2 separate regions of the Mus musculus genome follow, and region 2 is linked to region 1. A link is a contact called in public Hi-C data. All regions are on one chromosome and are shown on one strand. Each heading gives the region's core, a stretch centred on a gene start, on an enhancer-like site or on the middle of the called end of the contact. The rest is flanking DNA. Distances are from core to core; before and after follow the strand shown. Region 1 has its middle 22 kb from the start of Gm39411. Region 2 holds the start of Prr23a2 (proline rich 23A, member 2).

Region 1 (4,668 bases), core at 1,196-3,695:
TGCTGAAATGAACGTGGTAGTGTTAGACAGCCTTCCAGTAGCCTGTCCCTCCAGTAGCCTTTCTTCAGTTATTGTGGACACTCGGAGTGGGGCTACCATAGCAGACCTAGTTGTAGTTTTACTTTTTCAAGGACCCCCTACACTGCACCAATCTTCCCCAACTGCTGCCCATTCCCACCAACCGTGTACAAGAGATCCAGTTTCTCTGCCGAGTGTCCTGTCTGTTGTTCATTTGATAATGGCTGTGCTGACAGGCATGGGAGGAGTGTCCCACTGTGAACTTGATTTGCATTTTTCAGGTGATGAGTGAAGCTGAGCCTCCTTTCTTATGTCTGGTGGCCACCTGTGAGCCTTCTTCACGGAGATGACTGCTCGGGCCTCACCCGACTTTCCTATCAGGTGTCTTGCTATAGAGCCACAGGAATGCCTTGTGTATATTGGAGACTAACCCTCTGCAAGATGCATGGTTTACAAACATCAAACATCTTCCTATTCTCTCAGCTGCCTTTCACTGTTTCCCCCTTCACTGTGGATCATTTGAGTTGATATAATCTCACGTGACTTTTAAAAAACTACTTGTTATTTTGATGTCATATGTGTTGTATGTGTGAAATAATTTACATATGGCCAGTATCATAGATGTTTTTACTATGTTTTCTTCTATAACTTTTACGATGTCAGGTCTTTCTTTCTAAGCCTTCATTTTATATATTTGCTTTTTAAACAATTATTATTAGTTCCTTGAGAATTCTATAAGAAGTATTTTGACATTTACCTTTTTATATGCCTCAAGAGCCTGATTTTGTTGTTTTGTAATTAGATAGCCAGTTTCCCCAACACCATTGGTTGAGCCTATTTTGTGTATTCTTGACCACATCATCTAAGTTGTTGACTGTATATATTTGCACATAAAACTCTGTTATTTGCACATATAATTCTCCATTCTACCCCACTGGTCTTTATGTTTTTCTGTATGCCAGTGCAATTCTGCTTTTGTTAAAAAATATTAGTAATGTACTTTTTAAATGTCACAAGAAAAAAAAAGATTACATGTGAAGTTCTTGCTGATAGCATCATAATCCATAGTGAAAAGAACTCTAAGAGTTTCCTCTAAAATAGAAACAAGGCTCTGATACCCACCCTACCATTTCTAACATCGTAAGTCCAGGTTAAAACAAATAGGCAAGAAGAACAAAGTATCCAAACAAGAAGTGAAACTAATCCTATTTGCAGATGGCATGCAGGATACCCAATAAAATGGTTAACAACTAATAAATAAGCCCAGCAAAGTCGCAAGATCAGTTGTGTCACTATACACTAAAAACAGAATGTATGGGAAGTAAATTAGGAAAATGTCTCCTTTATAGTAGCATCAAACATTAATGAAAGAGGTGTGAGGTAGGATGGAAAACAAGAAGGGATCCATGACTTCAAGCTTCCTAACGGCTTGGAGTCAAAGCATCCAGAGAACAGTGTGTCTGTCGGTGAGGTGGCTAACAGGACAGGGGTGGGGATGAAGTTCAGTACTGGACAGAGACTAGGAGAGACCAGATGCTGGCTACTGAAACAGGGAGTCAGAGAGAGTACAGCAGCTGTGGTTGTCTGTGGTTGCCCAGCAGTGCAGCAGCAGGAAGTAGCAAGAGAAAGGGGGGTGGGGGAAGAAACAAAGGCACTAGGGAACACATGATCCCAGAAGCTGATGGAGAACGGACAGGCAGGGTGAGTCCAGCTGGTCTGGAAGCTGCACAGGAGGGCGGCCAATGCTCTGCTAGTGTGCAGTGACAGGGATTCAAAAGATCACAGCCAAGCCTGCTGCTTTAGGAAGTTAAGTCTAGCCGGGCGTGGTGGCGCACACCTTTAACCCCAGCACTCGGGAGGCAGAGGCAGGCGGATTTTTGAGTTCGAGGTCAGCTTGGTCTACAAGTTCCAGGACAGCCAGGGCTATACAGAGAAACACTGTCTTGAAGAACCAAAAAAAAAAAAAAAAAAAAAGGAAATTAAGTCTCTACAGATCCCCTCTCCCCTGATGCACAGCACTATGGCCATACTGTCCCTTTGTCACCCAGAATGATCCTGGCAGAACCACTGCAGCAAGCTCATTGAAAACAAAACAAAGCAAACAACAACAACAACCTGAATGTGCTGGTTCAGGTTGGGAATGATGACAGGGAATGATGTGGAGTTCACTTTTTCTCCTTGATTCTGGTGGCTTGGGCAGCCAGCCAGAGGGTCAGGACTGAGCAAGAACTTGCAGTTGTGTACACGGACCGGCCTCATAGAACCACAGTCTCACGGGCAGGAAAAAGTATAGCTAGCAGCCTGTCTCACCTCACCTGGCAGCTGACTGCTCATCCACTGTGGGCTTCACTGGGTCCCTGGGAGCCAGATGAACATGGGACTGTGGTTCCAGCCCTGGGGGCATGCTGAGCTAATCTGTGTGGTGTAAACAGACACTGGAGAGCAGGGACATCAAGCTTGTCTAACCAGCTCCGGCAGCAGCATTCCGCACTACCCCCCACTGAATTAGAGAGCAATGCACAGAAGAGGTGAATGTTCAAGTGTTTGCTCTCTCCAAGGACACACAGCTCAGAAAGAACATGCAGAATGCAGGTTACAGGGGGAATTAACTACTACTCCTGCCTACACAGTCAACCAATACTTCTTTTCTTTCTGCATATGCTGAGTGTGTTTAAATATATGTGTGTATATAGGTGTTAGTGTCTGTATGTATTTGCATGTGTCTATATGTTGGGTCTGTGCTTTTTTTTCTTTTTTCTTGAAACATATTTTCCTTCTTAGAATTCGTCCCTCACTATTCTCTGTCTTCCTCATTTAACAATGTCTTTCAGGAGTCCCTCCTCCTTTTCTATTTTGTAATTACACCTCCACCTTTCACTTGCTTTATCCCTCTCCACTTTCTGGAAATCCTGGCCTTTATTTTGCTTTCTTTCTCCCATCTTCTTCCCCATTACTTACCTTTTCTCCCTGTGTCTTTCAGGACTTTATAGTTGATGTCACTTCTGCCCCCCACCATCTCTGTAGCTGCGGTTGGGCTTGTGGGTGTCACAAGTGGCATGCGTGGTTTTCACTTATATTCCTGGTTCCTGCTATTAGCTGCTATTGCTGATATTTGATTCCTCTTTACCACATGGTGCTGGAGGTGGAACACACCAAACAAGCTTGATATGAGGAGGCTCTGCCACTCAGCCATACCTTCGGACCACCTACGAGTCGGCACATCCTGCTCTGTGTATGATGGATATCCAATTAAACTTCACAAGATAGCTTAACTCAAAGAAGAAGGGAGATTAAACTCTGAAGCCAATGGCCAGGCTCTAATTAGGAACTGCTAGAGAGGGCTGAAGGCCTACTTTATGTTACCTTCATTGGCAGGATCAGAAGAAAAAAACCCAGAAAGGATGTGAATTCCATACCTATGGGGGACACAGCATAGCCTATTCCCATAACTTTCCATGCCCAGCATTGCTGACAAGAGGATTAAAGTGCAGCTGCCTTTGAGTCATTTCTGACTCTCTAAGTAACCTCACCCATATTCTGGTAAGTAACCCCAATAAAACTCATTGGGTCACCACGTTGAACTTTAGTGATAATCCACACTGCCAGTGGGTCCCTATCAGGGGTGAGTATTGTGTCTTGTGTATTGTGTACACAATACGTGTATTGTGTCTCCCCATGAAAAATTTTGTCACACCAGCCTTATGCCCTTTCTCTTTACTAATGGCCCCCTGTACTTTCATGCCTTTCCTTTCTGACATCCCTCCGATGGAAGAAGACACGTGAAACATGTCTTTCTGAATCGTTTGTTTCTTACACCATGATAAGCTTTAGTTCCTTTGCAAACAAACTAATTCCTCGTTGTGGCTGAGTAATTCTTCACTGTGTATGCATATCACACTTTCTCTGCCCAGTAGCTCACTAATGAGCATGTAGCTGATTCCATAATTTAGTCATTGTTCTGGTTTGCTTCTCTGTTGCTGTGATAAAACAGGGATCAAATGGAAAGAAAACATCTTATGTATTGTATGGATGCATCACCTGTCAATTAAAAAGCCTATGGCTTAGGCAGGAAATAGAAGGTGAGACATCTGGGAGGCAGAATGAATTCTGGGATAGAACCAGAATTTGCTCAGGAAGATGTGAGGAGACAGATGCATGGTACCTGAGCACAGGTAAACAACTACATGGCAGAATATATGTTAAAATAATTGGGCTATCTGAGTTTTGATCTAGTTAGAGTAGAGCCTAGCTATATGGCCAAGGTGTTTGTAGATATATTTTGAGTCTGAGTATTATTTCTTGGAGCATTCATGCATGCTACTGGAGGAAGCTTAACCATCAATCATCAGTTGTGAGCCTGCAAACTATATCAAGGATGAAACTGGTAAGAAATGCCTGCTGATACAGTAGTGGCACAAATATGGGAATAACTGTGGTCGACTGAAGAAGAATGACCCCCATAGTCTCATATATTTAAATGCTTGGACCCTAATTGGTGGACAGTTTAGCAAGGGTTAGGAGATGTGGCCATATTAGAGGAAGATTGTCACGGAGGTAGACTTTGAGATTTCAAAAGCCCATACCAGGCCCAGTCTCACTGGCTTTCTGCCTGCTGTCTGTGGATTAGGATGTGAGCTCTTAGCCACTGCT
Region 2 (4,668 bases), core at 1,186-3,685, 130 kb after region 1:
CTGACAGCTGAGTCCTGTAATTGCAGCTACCTGGCAGGCTGAGGTCAAAGACTCACAAGACCAAACCGTGCTATAGAGCAGTTCAAGGCCAGCCTGGTCATTTATCTGGAACTTGTCATTCCAAATGAAAAGCTTCTTACAGGGGAATGGAGCTGAAGGTACAGCAGTGACATGGAAACACACTCGGCCGGCAAGGATGTTAACTGGAAAAAAACTATTGAAAAAGCAGGGCAAAGGAGCTGGAGATATGACTCAGTGGTAGATCAGTTGCCTGGAATGTGAAAGGCTGTAGGTTCAATCCCTAGTACTGAATAAAAGAGGCAAAGAGGAAAGAAGAGGAAGAGAGAGGGAGGAGAAAGAAGGAATGAGAAGGCACACGAAGTGCCAGTGAGCATCTCACAGGAGTTTATCAGACATATAATGTGTCTCTAGGTTAAATTAATATTATAAATTCTAATTATATTCCCACATTAACTAAAACTAGATATTTAACTTTGAATTTCTTTTTGCCACTCAGAGCTTTAAGTATTTTTAGGATTGAAATGTATATTTTTTTCTTAAAAAAAAAAAAAAAAAAAAAAAAGCTTCCATTAGAGATGGTGATTTACTTTAACTATAGAACAGCTAGCCTATAATAAACTCTGGGGTCATTCCCCAGTACACAGGAAACTGGATAGGTTGGGCCAACCCCGTGATCCCAACACTCTAGAGGTGGAGGCAGGAGGGTTAGAAGTTCAAGGCCATTCTCCTCCACATACCCAGTCTGGGGAAATTCTGCTTCAAAAGCAAGCAAACAAATAAATAATAAATAGAAATAAAAACAGAACATATACATAGAATATTAAATTTTTATTAATATTGTTTCAATTTTTAATGCTCTCAATGATACTCTCTTCTTTCTTTTTGTTGCTTTGTTGCTGATTTGAGACAGGGTCTTTCCATTGTAGTCCTGGACCTAACTATGTGGGCCAGGCTTACCTTAGACTCACAGACATCTTCTTGCTCCTGTTGGGATTAAAGGCGTGAGGCATTAGACAGAACCACCTGGCTTTTTTTGTTTGTTCATGTGCATCAGTGTTTTGCCTGCATGTATGTCTGTGTGAGGGCGTTGGATCCCTTGGAACTGGAGTTTCAGACAGTTGTGAACCGCTGTGTGGGCACTGGAAAGTGAACTCAGGTCCTCTGGAAGAGTAGCCAGGGCTCTTAATACGCTAAGCCATCTCTCTAGCTCTCTTTTTCTTTTCTTTTCTTTTCCTTTTTCTTTCTTTCTTTCTTTTTTTTTTAAACAGGACCTCATCCAACTCAGACTGACCTCTAGCTAGCTCTGTGTGGAGACGAGACAGGATGAGACCCCTGCCTGTACCTCCCCAGGGCTCATAGGTGATCATCCCCCCACTGGGCCTAAGTTTTAATACAGCCCTAAATCTTCAGAAAATGTCTACCTGAAGGCTTCCCTCTGGCATCTTAAATGCAGGATTCCTAGAACTGGAGAAAGACCTGTACATTTCACTATCCTTGGGCAGGAGATGTGTTCGAGGTGATGCTCAGAACCTATGCAGGAAGTACTGGGTTCCATCCACAGCAAGCTGTAAGTCGAGTCTAGGGTTATACTCATGAATTCGAGTGCTCAGAAAATTACTTCTTCATCATGTGTTCATTTTGGTTGTTTTTTTTTTTTAAGGGGTTTGTTTATTTTTATTTTTGTGTATGGAATTTTTTACCTGCATGCATATCTCTATGCCATGTACTTGCCTGTTGTCAGAAGAGGAATCTAGCCAACCCATGCTTGTTTGTTATTTAAAATGGCGTCCCCTGTCTCAAAAACCCAAAAAATTAATAATAATAATAATAAATAAAATAAAATAAAATGGCGTCCCACTCAAACCCAAGCTAGACTGAAACTTGAGATTCACCTCCCTTACCTCTAACAATGCTGGGATCGCATGGTTGTCCTGTCGGCAAAAGAATACATGTACACTGTCTCCTTGCTTTGGTAATCTTTCGAATCCCTAAAACCACTCGAAAACAGAAATTCTAACATCTAAAGATCCGCCATCTTCGAATTCTATTCCTGGTCTGTCACTAAAAACAAAACAAAACAAAACAAAACAAAACAAAACAAAACAAAACAAAACATGAAAGTTATTCTGCCCCCTACAGGCCACAGAAGTGTTTCTTAAGCATAGGCTAGGCTATTGGGAAGCCTAGTATGCCACTCCTGGGTGGAGCCTCCGAAATGGAGGCAAGAGGGGCGGAGCCTAGTGTGACATTTCACGACTTCACTTTCCGGTGCATCTCTTGAGGTGTGATTGACGTCAGGGTGTATCCGGCGTGAGGAAAGCGCAGGACTGCAGAGCATGAGACAGCAGCAGCTCCGCCCCCGCCATCGCACCTGCCCGGCACCCGCGCTTCTTCATCCCGCAGAGCCGTCCATCATGCTGCGCACCAGGCCCCGCAGCCCCTGCGTCGACCCCGCGCCCTGCTGGTCACCTCAGACATCAGCACCCAGCCCTGCCAAGCGCCGCCGCCTCCACCAGGAGCCCGCGTGCCCAGAACCCCTGGCTCAGCCCGAGTTGGAAGCGCCCGCAGAGCCCACCACCTCCGTGGTGTTCCTGGCCGCCGGCTCTGCCCTGCAGTTGCCCCTGGATGGCATCGACCTGCTGTTGGAGCCTGAGCCCACCTCGGTCCTGCAAGTGTCGCTCCAAGGACACACCATCCTCCTGGTCCCCGAGGGACTCATGACACAACCCCAGCCAGGACAGCCTGGATTCGTGGCCATCAGCCCACAGGGAGCCGCTGCCCAGGACGGGCCCCAGGATCATCTAGTCGGTCTCCAGGAGGAAACCTGTGAGTACTTCTACCAAGAGGATGTCTGTAATGAGGATGCAGACTTGGAATTCCTGGAACCCTGGGCTAGGCCTCCAGATGATCAGGCCAATGGGAGCTTTTTCTCCATCCCAGGGGTGCCCAGTCCTTTGTTGCAGGAACAAGTCCCAGGGCCTTCCACTGGAGCAGAGCGATATTCTCCTAGGTCCATCTGGGAACTGGACAGCTACCTGCTGGGACCCCTCCCTGGCTCACCACTGCAGCCTCTGCCTCCATCTCCTTCCCAGAGTCCCCAAGAGCAGCTTCCGCCATGCCCTCCATGCTCTCCCCGGGCTCCTTGCAAGGCCCGGAAGCGACTGGTCTATGACTGAACTGCCCTGCACAAATCCTCGATTTCTCTCTGCAAGAGAACCTCTTCCCAATGCCATTGTGTGCCTTTACAGAGCCTACAAGGTTAAGATAACATTCTTGGTTTTGAAGTGGGCAGAATACAGAATATTGGATCTGTGGTTGGCTAGAAGAAAGTCTGAATGAGAAATAGCCACCTAAACATGCTGTTTGAAAATCACCTACTTTTGGTCTTTGAATTGGCTACATATGGCCTTTTCTTTACAGAAGTCACTCTCAAGTAATTGCACATCCCAAATGGGGCCTCAAATTTAAGCTCCAACAAGTTCCTTAAAACTCCACCCTACCATGCAGCCCTCTCAGATTAATTAGCTATATTAACTTGCAGGGTTTGGCCCTAATCACTCCTACTTTGTGTCTGCCCTTTTCCTATGGGCCTTTGCCTTATCAAGGTTCTCACTCACTTAGACTTACTACACGAATTTTGGGTTTGGTTTGGGTTTGAGTTTTTTGTTTGCTTGTTTTTATCAAGTGCTGTCTCTTTTTTCCCTATTAACTGTTAAGTGGGGAAATAACTTATATTCTCAACATTGTATGGTTTGGGAACTTGTTTTTGTTTTGGATTTGGATGGTGGTGTTTGTAGTTGGTTAGCTGGTTTTGTTTGTTTTGGTTTTTGTTTTGTTTTGTTGGGGGTATGGGTGTTCCAGAAGATCCAAGTATTTTCTTGGTCGAAGTATTTCATTTCTTTTAGTATATTTTTAATGTTCTGTTTATTTTTATTTCGTGTGTGGGAGTTTTTGCCTGCATGTGTGTATCTTACGTTGCTCCCATCTGTGTTGGGTGCATCACAGAGGAAGCAAAAGAATGTCAGATTCTGCGTAGACTTAGAAATCTGTTTTCCTCTGTGTTGGTGCTGGGAACCAAACTTCAGGGGATACACTAAGTGCTTCTCACTTCTGAGCCATCTCTCTAGCCTTCTTGCATATTTTTAATTTATAATATTCTGAAGAATTTTATACTCCTCGGACTATGGTAACTATAAGATTATATTTGTATAGGAATAATTACAAGATCTTGAATTTATTTTGTTTATTGCTACTAATGTATAAAATAGGTAATATTTTATCTGACATCCAACAAAATATTAATTTCTTTAATAACCTCTGCCTGGTTTCTTCCAAAATCAATGGTACTTCTAATGAGGAAATTGGCACAGGCCAATTCTGAGAAGCTCAATATTTCCTTAATGATCGGCATTAAATACGTCCGGGCAGAACAGCAAGCTTGGGAAGGGCAGGCCTGTTTTAAGAGATCTGTTTATCCATGGCTGGCCAGTAGTCCTTTTCCTATTTAAGATGTTACTTCTTTATGTTTCTTATCATAAAAGGGGGTTCTGTGTTGGTTTGGTTGCATAACTAAAAAGACTTCACCAAACTAATTAAAATATTTGACTTGGGCTGCAGAGATGGCTCAGTGATTTAGAGCACTGGCTG

Evidence for each region. Hi-C and Micro-C count contacts between places; a contact is called where the count stands out from the background.
Region 2: a contact with region 1 is called in a Hi-C map of differentiating embryonic stem cells, with 1.8 times the contacts expected there. The contact joins the promoter of Prr23a2 here to the enhancer-like site in region 1. A contact is called at or near these places in 3 of 39 promoter capture datasets (cranial neural crest, embryonic stem cells and stem cell-derived epiblast-like cells), 10 of 484 Hi-C or Micro-C datasets (8-cell embryo, differentiating embryonic stem cells, embryonic stem cells and 2 more), 2 of 115 datasets of contacts at active chromatin or transcription factors (both in embryonic stem cells) and 1 of 9 other capture datasets (adipose tissue).

Annotation. Positions count from the first base shown.
Region 1 is chr9:98,725,191-98,729,858 of GRCm38.p6, forward strand. No RefSeq gene overlaps it. Among named protein-coding and RNA genes, the nearest start is that of Gm39411, 22 kb to the right of the region's middle. Within about 2 kb of position 2,446, at least 42 of the 459 cell types and tissues checked have an H3K27ac peak or open chromatin away from gene starts, as enhancers often do. A contact at or near this core is called in differentiating embryonic stem cells, where this site is marked.
Region 2 is chr9:98,854,156-98,858,823 of GRCm38.p6, forward strand. Prr23a2 (proline rich 23A, member 2) reads left to right here and starts at 2,436. Exons shown (of 1, transcript NM_001134661.1): 1 at 2,436-3,197. The coding sequence starts at 2,436. The coding sequence ends at 3,197.